Regions from separate parts of the Mus musculus genome. Here region 2 is linked to region 1. A link is a contact called in public promoter capture Hi-C data. All regions are on one chromosome and are shown on one strand. The core of a region is the stretch at or near the end of the contact, and the rest is flanking DNA. Distances in the headings are between cores, read along the strand shown.

Region 1 (3,640 bases), core at 358-2,857:
TCTGTAAGATTGTAATTACAAGCTTCGTTGGTTAGCTACTTATCAGAACTTTGCAGGAAAACAAAACAAATGACTGAGGAAAACGAGCGTTTCATTAACCTGTAACCCCAGCTGGGGGGGGGGGGAGCGTACGCAGCAGCCTCTGCAAGAAGCTGAAGGATAGCCAGCCCGCACCGCCTCTGGGGGACTCTGAGCCTTGGGAGGAAAGGAGTGAACTCTGTCCGAGCTGGGAGACACAGCTGCAGAAGCTCCCAACGACGGGGGGCACGGGCACATCGGGGAGCTGGACCAGGGGAGGGAAGAGATGGGGGCTGGTGGTTCGGAGTGTCCGACCCCGAAGCTGGTGGGCCTCTGGCTACACATAGGGCACCCCTTGTAGTTGTCCTCCAGCGCGCACAGCTTCGTGCGCCACGTGTCCTCGGCGTACACCTTTTCTGTATGCTCCTGGCGCCCTGATCCCAGACCACAGAGCGTCCGCGGCGAGCGCTTTGTGCACTGTGCCTGTTGGGAGAAAGAGGGGGTGAGGGAGAAGCTCCTGCTGGTCTCCTGCTGTTGCGCTCAGGTCTTTCCCCAATCAACTCCCGATGCACCTGCTTCTCCTCACTCTCTGTGCGAATCTGTCTGTCTGACCTAATCTCCTGGATTAAAAATCCCATGAAAAGCTTCAGCTCTCCGCGGACTCGCGAGTTTAGTCTAAGAGCTGAGTTCCACTGGCCTGGTCTTGTTGAGGAATCAGAGCCATGCAGTGACTCCAGTCGCTTGGGATACTGGGTCCCGGCGTGGGTTGCTGATTTCAGGGCCAGACCAAAGCTCTTCCCAGTTGGTCACGGGGTAACTGGTAGCTGTTTCTACTCCAGGCCTGGGATGCCTGGAGGAATCTAATTAAGCGAGGTTCTTAGGTTCATGCCTGGGTCTAGAGGTTCACCCTCTGGGCCAGGGGCGGCCCCGTGGCCGGCGTGAGTCCTTCCTGAGAACAGCCTGGCTCTTCCGGTGTTCTTTCTCTCAGCCCATCATCGCAATCGGACACAACCAGGTCGATAGCTGGTTAATGCAGTAAGGAAGGAAGGAGCATCTCAGAGGCTCTTGTGTGGTGTTGTTGTGTGGTGTTGCGTTTTGTTTTTCTTTCCCTTCTGAAAAACAAAACAAAACAAACAAACAAACAAAAAGGAATGAAATACTCGTGGTTTTGCCCAGACATGTACAGCGAAACCCCTTCGCCCACCTTGCAATCTGGCTCTGTCGCCCATTGGTCTGGTCCAGTTCTGTGTAGGTAGGTCGTCCCGGCTGTCTTAAAAGACTCACCATCCTATACACAGGAAAGATCCTGGAAAATAATGTCACCTCTATTCTACAACCCTAAGACCTTTGCTTGAGCAGGTGAGCCCTGGCTTCCTGTGACAGGTTTAACCAGAAACGGAATCAGGCTGCGGGGAAGCCATTCGAAGGCCTGAGCTGATCCTACTATGCCTCCTCTGTCCAGGCTCACCTTAAAGCCAACCTCCAGCACCAGGCAAGGAGACCAGGAGACCACAGAGAAGCTGCACAGATTCAATTTAGGAAGACCCCACATGCTGACATCGAACCCTAGACTTGGTAGCTCCCCAAACTTCTGTTTGTGTTTCTCCCACTAATTTTCTGAGTTAGTACCTCCTGGAGCCTAAGGTCAGTGGAATGCAGCCAGAGGTGGGACATGGGGGTCAAAACTGGAGGCCAGGGCCAGGGAGAAAGAAATCCATTCCCTAACTGTATTCACACTAGAGCCCGGCCAGCCCGGGACCCTTAGATTCCTCCAAGCTGGCGAGTTCCGGTTTGATTCTTAGTTCAGTCGGAGGCCCTTGGGGTGGTTTTTCTGCCTCTAAGCTAGGGCTCTTCACTCTACTGAAGAATCGCAGCCGGGGAGTTGTTCAGTCCGCAGGCCCACAGCAGGCCTGGCCCGCGCGTGGGTCGCCGCTACAGCCTTATCTGGGAGCTCCAGCTATCCCGGGAATTTCAGTATGACTTTCCACTGCACACACTAATCCGTGACGGTGGGCACTTGGACACTCACATTTCAAGTTAGATTTAGGAAATATCCTACCATAAAACCAAAGTCTTGCTCCCCGCCCCCACAATGCACACTCTCTACGGCTCTGGGGGAATTCTCGCCAAAAGAAAAACGCTGGGTCTGGGGACCAGAGAGCGGAAAGGGGAGGGGGATAGTGAAATGAATGGTCGCAATTAAAAAAAAAAAAATCACACCAACATAGAAACTTCTCGGAAGAGCTTTCGGAAAGTTCCCAGAGCCTAGGCTCTAAGTTTCTCTGCTCCTCCCCCACTCCATAGCCAGGAGCTCCACCAACTCCTTGCTTGTTCCACCAGACCACCTAGGCGCCAAACTCACTATTTCTTGTGAGGATTCTCAACAAGGTACCCTGGAGGTGTAAATGTAGCAAACTGCGGGGTTCCCCCGCCCTCCCCCCACCCAGCACAGAATAGGTCTTTTAAAGCTCGGAGAGGCAGCACTCCCAACTCCCAGGCAGCACGTTCACTCTTTTAGCTGCAGGCTTAGGCTTTGGAGAACGACCTAGGGACCAGAGCTGAAAAGTGCAAAGGGAGCCACGGGGGGGGGGGGGGGAGGGCGGGAAGCCCCGGAAGCCTGCCTTGGTCCAGGGTCCTGTCCCAACCCGGAACTACAGCTTCGAAGGGGGCTGAGAATTGAGGAGTTGGAAGACCTGAGGGGCTAGGTGACCCTGTACTAAGCCGCCACTCGTGGTCTCGGCTCTCCCCTCCGAGTGCGGGCAGGAGGGGGCGGGAAGAGACTGAGTCCAGTCCCGCCCCGCCCCGCCCGGCGCTCTGTACTCGCGGGGGAGGGCCGCCTCGCCCAGAAGGCTCCCGGGTGATTGGCGACTCCAGGAGGAGACGCAGGGAAAAGTCGAATAAGAGGGCGCGACGTCAGACTCGAGATTTGGGGAAGGGTGAAGGAGGGGGTGGAAGGGCGGGGACGGACACACAGACACTGACGCGGACACACACCCCCCGCACAGCGTTCTAAGTGTCTTCAACTTTAAGCCGCCTTAGCTCAGGGTGCGGAGACCGGGGAAGAGGGGAAGAGAGAACGAGAGAGTAAAGAGATTTAAAAGAGAGGAGTCAGACTAGGAAAAGTGAAGAGAGCAGAAAGGTGAGCAAAAGCAACCGTGAGAAACAGAAAGAGCAAAAAGAACCGCAGTTTCCCAGCGTCCAGGACTGCGAAGGAGCCTCGGGAGCGGAAGCGGCCAGGGGTGGGGTGAGGGGGGACGCAGCGAGGGGAGGGGAGAGGACAGGACAGGAGGAGAGTGTAAACTAGAGGAGGGCGAAGGAAGCGAGGCGCGACACAGCTCCCGGAGAGGAGGGCAGAACTGAGCGCCTAGCGCAGAGCGGCTCGCCCGGCCTAGAGGAGGGAGTGCTGCGCAGAGAGGAGGGGCTTGAGGCCCCGTAGAAATGTCAATCAGAGCCCGGAGCCCAGGGAATCTCGGCCAATCTGTTCGGACCTGACCTGACTCCTCGCTGCCGCCGCTGCCGCCGCCGCCGCCCGCCGCGGAGCAGATCAATAGGCGAACGCGGAGCGCGACGCAGCGCGGCCCGGGCTCGGCCCAGCCCCCGATGCGCTCCGGAGCCGGGGTCC
Region 2 (3,640 bases), core at 652-3,151, 1.2 Mb before region 1:
CCAATTTGTCATTTACTCTTCATCTCCCTGCTTGCTACAAATATAGATTCTACCCTTTTGCTCTTGTTACTATTGGGCCCCGAGGGCTAGAATGCTCCAATCTGCCCGGAGTCTCTGGAGGATCTGCAACCACAGAGTGAGGAAACGTGTCACCTTTGGGTTGTGTGTCCTTTCCTTAGCTTTCTCTCTCCACCCACCAGCATCTACAGATGAGAGCACTGAGCCAGAAGAGTAGAGACAGGAAGCATCCCCCTAGACTCGGGACCTTTGTCTTATCTGGAGTACCCAATGGTGACAGTCTCATATCGGGAAGGGCTCACAGGACTTCTCATCAGCTGGCTCCTCTTCCTTGGTGAGAGCTGATGCTTCTATATGCAACACAACTCAGAGCCACCTGTTCTCTTGGGTGACCACACCCTCTTTACAAATACGGAGTCATGTTTATCCCAAAGCAAGTGTCCAGACAGAACACAGAAATAAAGAACCATGCATCTTGGTTTCTAAGGGCACAAGCCTCCCACGCCCCTAGACCCCTGCCTCCAACTGACTTAAATTCTGAGACAGAATTAATACATGGCAGGGTGACCCAGGGCAGGCCAATACCTTCCTCTAGAAGCTTACACCCCTAGGCTCTGTGCAGGGCACTCTTGAACTTGTATCTGAGTAAAGATGGTGGGGCTGGGGTGCTTTGGCCATGCTAGGCTCCAAGCCCTTCAGAAAGGAGTTTGAGGTTTCTTCCATTGTGCTGGATGTGACCTCTGGGATCCCATTCCAGGGCAGATGGGTAAAATGACAGCTCATCAGGAAGAGGACAAAAGAGCTGTCTGCTGGGTGTCTTTTCTAGGTTCGCATGCGCTGGGCTTCACAACTTGACCAGAGCTTGCAAAGCGGAACAGGACACTCCAGTCTCCCAGGACTCCTGCCTCAAGGCCCAGCTCAGCTCGACATCTAGTGTCCTGATCTCGCAAAGGCTGTGTACACTTACTCCTGTAGCCCACTGGTGATCCAAGGGCTCTCGTTTTATCTAGCCTAGTGTCTGAGTTCCAAGGCTGAGTGCTAGAGTTACCATCATCCTGTGTCCGGCCGGACTATCCCAAACTCTTCTGGAACCCTTTAAAGAACTTACTGATCTCTACTCCCCTTTTCTGTACCGCAGCATTGACTCTGAATTCCTCACCCAACCGGATGCCCTCTATTCTGTCCTTGAGCCCCTGTGCCTACTACTGTTCAAGGTCCTGCCTCTATTTCCCTAACGGAGAACACTCCAATCCTATTTCTAGGTACTCTTAAGAGTTCTTTCCTGCACACTAAATTCGTTCCTGCGTCTCCTCTTCTCCTCCATGTGCATCCCTGCTCCCTCCCCAGCCAACGCCACAAGAACAGGCAGCATCCCAAGTCCAAAAGCCTCAGCCAACCCTGTGCTCACCACCACCATTCTTGTAGCAGAGATAAGGGAACCGCCACACGTTGGCCAGGTCCACAGCGAAGCCCACCACGGACAGCAGGAAATCAATCTTCTTGCCCCAAGTCTCCCGGGGCTGAGCGTCGCTGTCCTGGGACGCCAAGAGGCACTGGACTCCGTTGCGTTCCTTCACCACTAGTAGATCGGCGGTTTTGCAGGGCCTCAGGGGCTGCTCAGGCAGCGGGTCCGCCCCGCCGAGCTCCGGCTGCACCTGCGGATTCATTCGCGCCAGAAGCATGGGTGCGGCTGGAGAGAGGGACTTCGGAGGTTCTGGGGACACACCAAAGTTCTGCTTGTATGAAAGGAGAAAAAGCAGTCAACAAGGCTTGCCGCCCGTTTGCACAAACTGAGACCACCCAGGGGAGCCCAGACGTCAGGATCTTAGGGCTGAGCGGACTCCCAGCTTCCAAGAAAAGGAGCGCCTGAGTTGGGAATTTTTGGAGACTGAGTTGTGACGCGCGTCCGACTGGGACAGAATTTATAGGTGGGGACCTCCTCGGGCCGCCCTGTGGGTCGGGCTAAAGAGCCCACCGAGGTCTACCTGGATCATTCACTTTCTCCCCTCCCCTAAATGCCAAGTTTCCTGCGGGCCCTGAGGGACCAGAGTTGACTCAAGGGCCCTCCCAGCTCCGGGGGGCGCCCTCCGACAGCACTAGGAACCTTCAGGGACACTCTAGAGGGTGCAGCCACTCACGATGTGCCTCGGAGCCGGTCCGCACACTTACCGGTCCCGCGCGCAGAGCGCACTCACGTGGCGGACAGCACGGGGATCCCGGGCTCCAGCCCCGGCTGGGCTCCGCCGCGTGGCACTCAGGCGGGGCCCTGGGAGCGCTGCGGGCACGGGGTGGCCGGCAGGACGCGGGCTGGATGGCTCTGGCCGCGCCAGGAGGAGGCCGACCTGGTAATGTAGCCTGTGCCCCAGGTAACGCGCCTATTGCATTAGCCCCGCGCCCAGCCCGCTCGGTCTGGAGCCTGTTAGCGCTAATGCAGACTGACAGCGTGGCCGGGACTGGCAGAGGCGGGGGCGCAGCTCCCATGGGCTCCGGGGTGGCGGGAGCCGGACTCCCAGGGACTCGCGGGGACCTGGCTTAGCACCATCTCTGACTTTTTTTTTTTTTCTTTTTTGGCAAAAGTAGCGCAGGCAGCTCCCCCAAACACCTGGCTCTGACCTCTGGACAGATGAAGAGAGGGACAGATTCCCAGAATTCGGGTTAAGTCTGTCAAAGGGGGGTTGTAAGGATAGGGGAAGTACCCACCACCCCAGTGACACCAGCGTTGTCATACACCCAGACCACTTAACCTACTTGGTGAGAGTTTTCTCCACCAGCAACAGGGAAACTTGGTGCTTCAGATAAGGATTGTGACTGGTGGCCTGCAGGCTGGGCCTTTGGGGCAGTGTTGTTTGGCGGACTCTGCTGATGGAAAGGTCATAGCCCGAGATTTTATTCCTGGCTCTATTTGCGGCCAGACTGTGACCCTGTTCTTGGAGTCTGTGACCCTGATCTATAAGGCTGAGAACTGATAAATAATCATTCTCAAAAATACCTCCCTAACGCCAAATCACGCCTTTACAGCTTCCCACAAGTGGACAACATCTTCAAAGAGCCCGTTGTTTGGTTCCGGAAACAGGAGCAAGACAGGAAACACATAAATAAATACTTATTCTGGGCGAGAAGATTGGTGCGGTATGGGCCGAAGGCAGGTAAAGCAAAGTAAGGAAATGGATGGGAAAAGCAGGGCTGCAGATTTTTAACAGTACGTTCTATAGTGTTTAAGCGTGGACTTGAGAGTTCTTCTTGTGTCTGAATCCACCCCGCAAGGAGAGCCATGGAGACAGTTCCCAGGTGTTCTCATTCCCATGTGCAGAGAGCTTAGTGACCTCAGAAGAGGAAATTGGGGGAAGCCAAATCAGTAAGGTCAGCAGGCAGGAATGTAGGGAAGACACAAAAGCAGTATGGGAAGACAGGTAAAGCCTAGCCACAGTGTCACTCCACACTTGCAACATTCCAAGCTCAAAGCTACCCCCCCCCCGGGGCACTTATTAGCTCTTGCTTCTGTCTAAAGTTGCTCAGGTCTTAGTGAAGATATTCCTTCTCAGACTCATGCATTTAAAGTTCACCCCCATTCTCTATCAGATCACTGACTTAATTAACTCATCAATTAATTATTACTTAATTA

The links. Promoter capture Hi-C pulls out the DNA fragments that hold promoters and counts their contacts.
Region 2: a promoter capture Hi-C map of embryonic stem cells shows a contact between it and region 1, with 5 times the contacts expected there. The contact joins the promoter of Slc6a2 here to the promoter of Irx3os in region 1. A contact is called at or near these places in 4 of 39 promoter capture datasets (embryonic stem cells and hippocampal neurons), 1 of 115 datasets of contacts at active chromatin or transcription factors (embryonic stem cells) and 1 of 9 other capture datasets (adipose tissue).

What each region holds. Positions count from the first base shown.
Region 1 is chr8:91,801,303-91,804,942 of GRCm38.p6, reverse strand. It overlaps Irx3os (a long non-coding RNA gene), which reads right to left and starts at 1,607. Exons shown (of 4, transcript XR_003947581.1): 1 at 1,223-1,607; 2 at 100-1,130. Irx3 (Iroquois related homeobox 3) reads left to right here and starts at 3,289. Exons shown (of 4, transcript NM_008393.3): 1 at 3,289-3,640.
Region 2 is chr8:92,959,308-92,962,947 of GRCm38.p6, reverse strand. Slc6a2 (solute carrier family 6 (neurotransmitter transporter, noradrenalin), member 2) reads right to left here and starts at 1,901. Exons shown (of 14, transcript NM_009209.3): 1 at 1,427-1,901. The coding sequence starts at 1,700.